2 separate regions of the Anser cygnoides genome follow, and region 1 is linked to region 2. A link is a contact called in public Hi-C data. All regions are on one chromosome and are shown on one strand. The core of a region is the stretch at or near the end of the contact, and the rest is flanking DNA. Distances in the headings are between cores, read along the strand shown.

Region 1 (3,044 bases), core at 200-2,699, 160 kb before region 2:
GTATATTATAAACAGTGAGTGCAATAACATGAAATAGATTGTACATTTTCCAATTTGCTGTCTCTGTTATGTAAATCTGTATCGCCATAAACTGTTTTGTTTGGGTTTTTTAGTGATTTTGAAAATAAATGGTATCCTTAGTACTCCTCCAGGTATTTTATTTCTGTTACACCAAAGTCTGGCTGGTCCACGGCTGTAGGTGACATCGAAGAGATGACGCTGTCCTGGAGAGCACAAGGACCCAAGCATTAGTGCTGTCAGGATGGGCATCTAAGCTAGAAGTAAAATACTGCCCTTTAAGAACTGTCGTTCAGTGTAAAAAGAGTTAAGGCACTTATGAAGTGTTAAAATGTGTTTTCTAGGACCTGCTATGGTATCTTGGAAAGATGTGTTTTTTTTTTTTTTTCCTGCCCCTTAGCAAGGAAAATGCAGATGGCAAAGGTGTAATGCAGTTTTCCTTAGGAGCAAGCCTCTCAACCTCCTGCCAAGCAACTGGGCTATAGGGGGACGGGCTGTATGTACAAGAGAAAATGTATATACAGCTAGTCCTGGCCTGGTATTTGCTGTTGTCTCCAACCTTCCCTGAGGGTAAGCTCCCCTCCAAAACCCCAGTATGCTGGTGGTGTGCACTGGGTTGGATGTAACCTCTGTGTGCTGCATGGAGCTGCAGCAGCACTCATGGCAGGAGGTAAGGCCATAACCCCTGAACTGGGAACATTGGCATCCACCTTTCTACAGACACAGCCATCTTCGCTGCCACTGCAGTGTGGCTCCCAGAAGGATGAGTTGGCCTGGAAAGCACTGTCCAGATGTCCTCCTCAGGAGCTACTTCGACACGGGGAATGCCAGTGGCGCCCCAAACCAGCGCTGCCTGTAGGTGCCCGGACATGTCAGCTAGTTGCTGCGAGGTAGGCTGAGCCGGGGGAAGGAAATGGTGGGTTAGGCATTTATATCCTCCTCACAGGCCTTCCTGAGTCGCTGTGCATTGCTCCGTGTTTTGAGCGCTGGGTTGGGCGCTCGCAGCAGCTGCATGGCTGGAAACTCCCGGCTGGCTCGCCCCCCCAGCCCTGCCCTCTTACTCGCGTGCCTCTGCTCGGTGCTCGCCCACCTCCCTCCTGCCGAGCCTTGGTAGCTTCACACCAGTTCCTGTGGTGCACAGTGCTGCCGAAAGGGCTGGTGGGCCTTTCTGAGAGGGGAGGAAGGCAATTGCTCCCCCTGCTCCAAAGGCATCGCCCTCGTCTTTAGGCTCACGCCCCACAGGCTGCCGCGTTTACTTTTGGTTTCTTTTCCACCTGCTACACCAGAAGGGTGCGAGAGTGAACAAGAGTCACGTGCAGAGGGAAAAGTCCCGGCTCTTGTGCTGAATCACCCTGCAAAAAAAGGTGGTGCCTTGGCTTCCAAGCTGCCCCGAGCCCCTTTCCTAGACAAAGGCAGCCCTCTTGTCTGTCCTTCTCCCATGTCCTCCTAACATAAGGCTGGGTATCCATAGGGTCAAGCCTCAGAGCAGCCTGGCTTTGGTAGGATGAGTCTTCAAAACCATTAATTAAAATCTTAATTGCCCCAGACAGTGGCTCATTACAGAGAAATACAGCAGAGACTAGACACGATGGACTTAATCCATAAATGGGTTAGCACTTGGGACATCATTTATGCCCTAAGCTATGTACAACGGTAGAAAGTTAGGTTTTGGTTTTATCCACCCCAAGTATGTTTCAGAGACTTTTTTTTTAATTTTTTTCTGAAAGCCTGGGGGTATTGGTCCATGGGGGAAATTAGCACAAAAAGGAGGAGGACTTTACATTTTGGGTCACAACTTTTTTTTGATTCCCATATCACTACCATACAGGGCTGAGATCTAAATGAGATAAGTAGAGGCATTGACTTTTTTGCACTCAAGTTTATCATCCTGCCTGAAAAGTTCTGGTTTATTTACGATTTCTGATGTCTTTGCTGCTCTCCTGGTCTGTTAACATCTCTCACCCTGACTTAGGGTCCACTTGCCTCTGGTGTGGTCATTTATGGACCTGTCTAGATTTCTGGGATTCTGTCAAAATCTGTGAGGGGGAGCAAAACCACCCCGAGCTCTGCTGCCGGTTGCCAGGTGTCATGTCCTCTCTGCACCACCAGCCCCTTGCCTTGTCCTGGGAGCTTCAGACCTTTGGTCCAGAAGTTTTGGTGCTTTTTTTTTTTTTTCTTCCTATACACTCTCAGGTCATATAAGTGCTCTCACATCACCTCCATCCTGTGTCCAGCAGCTCTGCCCCAATGGGTGCATGGGAAACAAGGGATGCGGTGTTATCTGGGGCCGGTCCCTGCTGTTTCTGGTAAAGGAGTTTACGTGGGATCTTCTCACCAAGGAGCACTGCTGAATGCAGAGGGCCATCACCTGCCCTGGCAAAAGGAGCTGTGGCCCATTTCAGACTTCTCCTTTAGAGGGAAAGCCAGCCAAGTCTTGCCCTTTCTGTGCAGTCATGTGTTCCTCAAAGCACTTGACTCAGCTAAAAGATTTCACAAATTAATCACAATTAAGAAAATTTCTAAAATGTTTTTTTTTTTCCCCCTTTAAAAAATGTAAAATCCTTCCCAACAAACTTCCTGATGTAAATAACCATCTTCTTCCCAAACAGGGGGTTGCCCTTCTGCCCTGCATTGTGCAAAGCTGTGACTGGAACGATGTTTTCCATTAGTCAGGGTATTTTCTGAAGTTAATCAGCAATAAAACCAGAACCTTCTTGCCTGTCATCTGCTAGTTCCGCGTACGCTAGCCTTACCTCCCTGGGCAGCTGAATCAGGCTGGTATCTCTGCGCTGAGCAAACAAGCTCCATGAAGCTGGAGTTCCTGCAGTTTTTCCCTACCTGGTGAAACGATTTCCTCGACGTGCTGCCTGCCCTGACACAGTGCTGGGCACAGCCTGGCTGCTGCCAGTAAAAGTGACTGCCCTCATTCCTCATCCTGGCAGGAGGGACCTGGAGCGAACAGGGCCTTGTGCCTCCGTCACAGCTCAGTCACGTCCCTTTTGGGAGCGGGGAGGGGAAGGCGTAAG
Region 2 (3,333 bases), core at 818-3,317:
AATAAGTTAAACAACTCGCTTCCTACATACGGACTGCATTTTATTGCCCTGTGCCCACAGGGAAAATGTGTTCTAAAAAAGGCACTTACTTGCGTTCTAAACTCTGCTTTTCCACAAGTACCAAATGAGAAGTTTCTACATTGAAAGCTTGACCATTGAATTCAGGGGAAGGCAACAATATCCTGCTTTGCATAAGTATTTAGGGAACTTCTTAGAGTGGATCAGAAAAGTAGATAAAATACATGCCTCACTCTGAGTGCAGGAAGCTGTCCTACAGACTTGCAAACATAAAATAGGGTGCATTTTTACATGCCTGTTTGAATGATGAGCTCAATAACTTCCCTTTCTGGAGTCTGCAAGTTTTTTCACAGCCCAGAGCTGTTTTTGTTTTTGTTTTCCAGCAGACATGTTTCCTCCATAAAAAGGTGAAGGAAAGAGCTCCTTGAATTTGTCCTTGTGCTTCACACTCCTCTTTCCACAGACTCCTTGCCCCAAAGTGCTGTTGGCTGAGTCCCGGCAGTGGTGAGAGGACAACATGGTAAGGCCAAATCCACCCCACAAGACACAGGAATTCCTCCAGCAGGGAGAGCCCCTCTGAGCACAGCTATCTGGGAATGTTCAGCCTTCTGTCTGCATCCGGCTAAGATCTTTGTGTAGACTTTTATAATTTTATTTCTCATTAATTGTATGATAGCTTTCATAACATATTGTATCAGAAACATTTCACTACAATTTCTAGAGAAATACACACAGACATTCAGATAGAAAAAAATGATGATTTCTTCAGCATACCCAAAGTTTTATAAAGCCAGACCAGAGGAGTCGTTTCCAATTTTGAGCCTGGTTACCAGAGAGAGGGAAGTCATTACCTTGTAAATTATTTATTACTCTGTGGCTCCAAAAATAACTACCCAAGAATCCAAAATAAGAATGTAGAAACATCTACATGTCTAGTCTTTACTAGGCTCATGCACATGACAACTTTTTTTCATATAAATACTATGTATAATTTTATTAGAAAGAAATATTATTTTGATGTTAAGACATCAAGTTATAAGCAGAAGGATAATAAAGAGTTTGTTATTTTATTAATATTGGAAATATATTTAATGGAAACATTTGCAAGAGTGTGTAGTGATGGGAAAATACTGGTTGTTAATAAGTTTAACAGAATCATAAAGCTTGGAAAATGTTCTTTCAACACTGTGCCAGGTACATACAGGATTAGTCTTTCTTGCAAAGCTGAAATACTGACACACAGAAATTGCTATATGGTCAGGGTAAACCAGGAAAAGGATTGGAAAAGTGATTGTAAATGGAATTACAATAATCCCTGGAGTTATTGTTGGCATCACAGCTTGAGTAACGTTCTTCCGAGAAGTATTTCAGAGTTAATATGTTAAGCCCCAGAGAAGCAACAAAAGATGAGGTGGGGTCCAAGAATTTGTTAATTTCACATTAAAATCCGTATGTTTGTTCCTATTACACATTCCAATAACCATACAGGCCATTTTATTTATATATGAAATACTAAAATATGTATAAAATGATTGTGATTTTATGATGTATTCGTAACAACAAAGCTATTTTTTCTTATGCTGTTGGTAGTTGCTTTTGTTACACATCCTTTCGCTTGCGGACGAAAACGTTGGGTGGAAGAAATGAGTGGGAGGAATTATGAAGCTGCAGTTTAGGATCTGTTTTGGAGCTGGCCTGTAGAGCCGGCCACGAGCAGGGATAAGGGGGCACGAGGTACTGCAGGATAGGGTGGGTTTGTGTGTGTGGAAATGGGGAAAAAGCGGGATAAACGTGAGGGCTGTGCACGGCCTCTGCCTCCCAGCTCGGTCCTGTGAGGGCCGCGGGCGCCGCCAAGCGGAGCAGGCAACGCGGCCGCTCCCCTTCCTCCCCGCAGAGCCCACCCCCGCGGGCTGGGACGGGAGGCGGCGCCTCCGTTGCCTCACAGGCGGCGACGGAAAATGGCGGCGGGGGGCGGCGCGGAACTACAACTCCCGGCATGCCTCGCGCGGCCTTCCCCACCGCCCCCATAGGGACGCCATTACCGCTTTAGGCGCGCACCGCTAAACCGTCACAGGGGCGCGACGGCGAGGCGGGCGGGATGCGGCTGTCGGTGGCGGCGGCGATCTCTCACGGGCGCCTGTACCGGCGCCTGGGGTCGGGCCCCCGGTCCCGCGTCGACCTGCTGCGCAACCTGGTGACGGCGCTGGTGCGGCACGAGCGGCTCGAGGCGCCCTGGGCGCGCGCCGACGAGATGCGGGGCTACGCCGAGCGGGTGAGGGGGCGGGACGGGGCTGGGGGGGCACACACCGGGCGTTACCGGGCGATAACGGGCGCTGCTTCCCCTCAGCTCATCGACTACGCCAAGCGGGGGGACACTGACGAGCGAGCCATGCGCATGGCGAATTTCTGGCTGACGGTAGGCACCCCCCTTCATCCCCTTCCCCCCCGTTCCCCTCATCCTCTTCGTGTCCCCCCCGGTCCCTTCTGTGTCCCCCCCCAGTCCCAGAGCTGAACGTGCCTCCCCGCAGGAGAAGGACCTCATCCACAAGCTGTTCAAGGTGCTGGCGCCCCGCTTCCAGCCTCACCCCGGCAGCTACACCCGCCTGCTGCAGATCCCCAGCCGGGACGGCACGGACCGCGCCAAGATGGCAGTCATCGAGCTGAAGGGGAACCCCTACCCGCCGCTCATCCGCCCGCGCCGCGACAGCGAGAAGACGCTGCTCAACCAGCTGCTGAAGGGGTACAGGGAGGACAGCCGGCGGGAGGCAGCCCCGCGGCTGCCCGAGGGCACGCCGCTGTAGGCAGCCCCCTGTGCCCCAAGGGGCATCCCACAGATTTACGGGGATGGGGTTTGCCATAAGCTGCCCGCGCACTGTGCAGTGGGTTTGCCCTCTGGGAGGAGATGCCTCAGTGCTCTTCTGAAGCACGGGATCAAAAGATGTCCCAAGAGGTCGCAGGGCTTATTCCTAGCCTTAAATTGTCACAACAGCAGCACAAGCTTGAGGTTTACTTGCCCCTTCCTGTGCTTGCATACTCAGCAAGAGAAGGAAATCAAGCTGGGAGCCCTAATGATTGATATTCACTGTGTAAATAAACTATTTAGAAAGTGAGTTTGCTTTTATTTGAATTATATTCCTCTGCACATGCATTAATCTTCCCCCAAAACTGAGTTTATTACATCTTCTGGTCCTACACACTGGGATAGTGTCTCCGCTGTGATAGAACTGAAGTTCTCTAGAAGCCAGTGTGCAGGCCTTCAGGGCTGCAAATACAGTGAAAAATCAGCCTGGTTGTACTGTTGCAGCAGAGCTGAAC

Evidence for each region. A called contact is a pair of places that touch in the nucleus more often than the background predicts.
Region 1: a Hi-C map of liver shows a contact between it and region 2, with 1.8 times the contacts expected there. The contact joins the promoter of SUB1 here to the promoter of MRPL17 in region 2. A contact is called at or near these places in 2 of 7 Hi-C or Micro-C datasets (granulosa cells and liver).

What each region holds. Positions count from the first base shown.
Region 1 is chrZ:64,791,723-64,794,766 of Taihu_goose_T2T_genome, reverse strand. SUB1 (SUB1 regulator of transcription) reads right to left here and starts at 1,449. Exons shown (of 5, transcript XM_066988328.1): 1 at 1,446-1,449. PDZD2 (PDZ domain containing 2) reads left to right here. Exons shown (of 22, transcript XM_066988321.1): 22 at 1-143.
Region 2 is chrZ:64,629,422-64,632,754 of Taihu_goose_T2T_genome, reverse strand. It overlaps MRPL17 (mitochondrial ribosomal protein L17), which reads left to right and starts at 2,067. Exons shown (of 3, transcript XM_048052283.2): 1 at 2,067-2,290; 2 at 2,366-2,434; 3 at 2,547-3,128. The coding sequence starts at 2,117. The coding sequence ends at 2,819. ARHGEF39 (Rho guanine nucleotide exchange factor 39) reads right to left here. Exons shown (of 11, transcript XM_048052280.2): 11 at 3,117-3,333. CCBE1 (collagen and calcium binding EGF domains 1) reads left to right here. Exons shown (of 10, transcript XM_066989111.1): 10 at 1-1,599.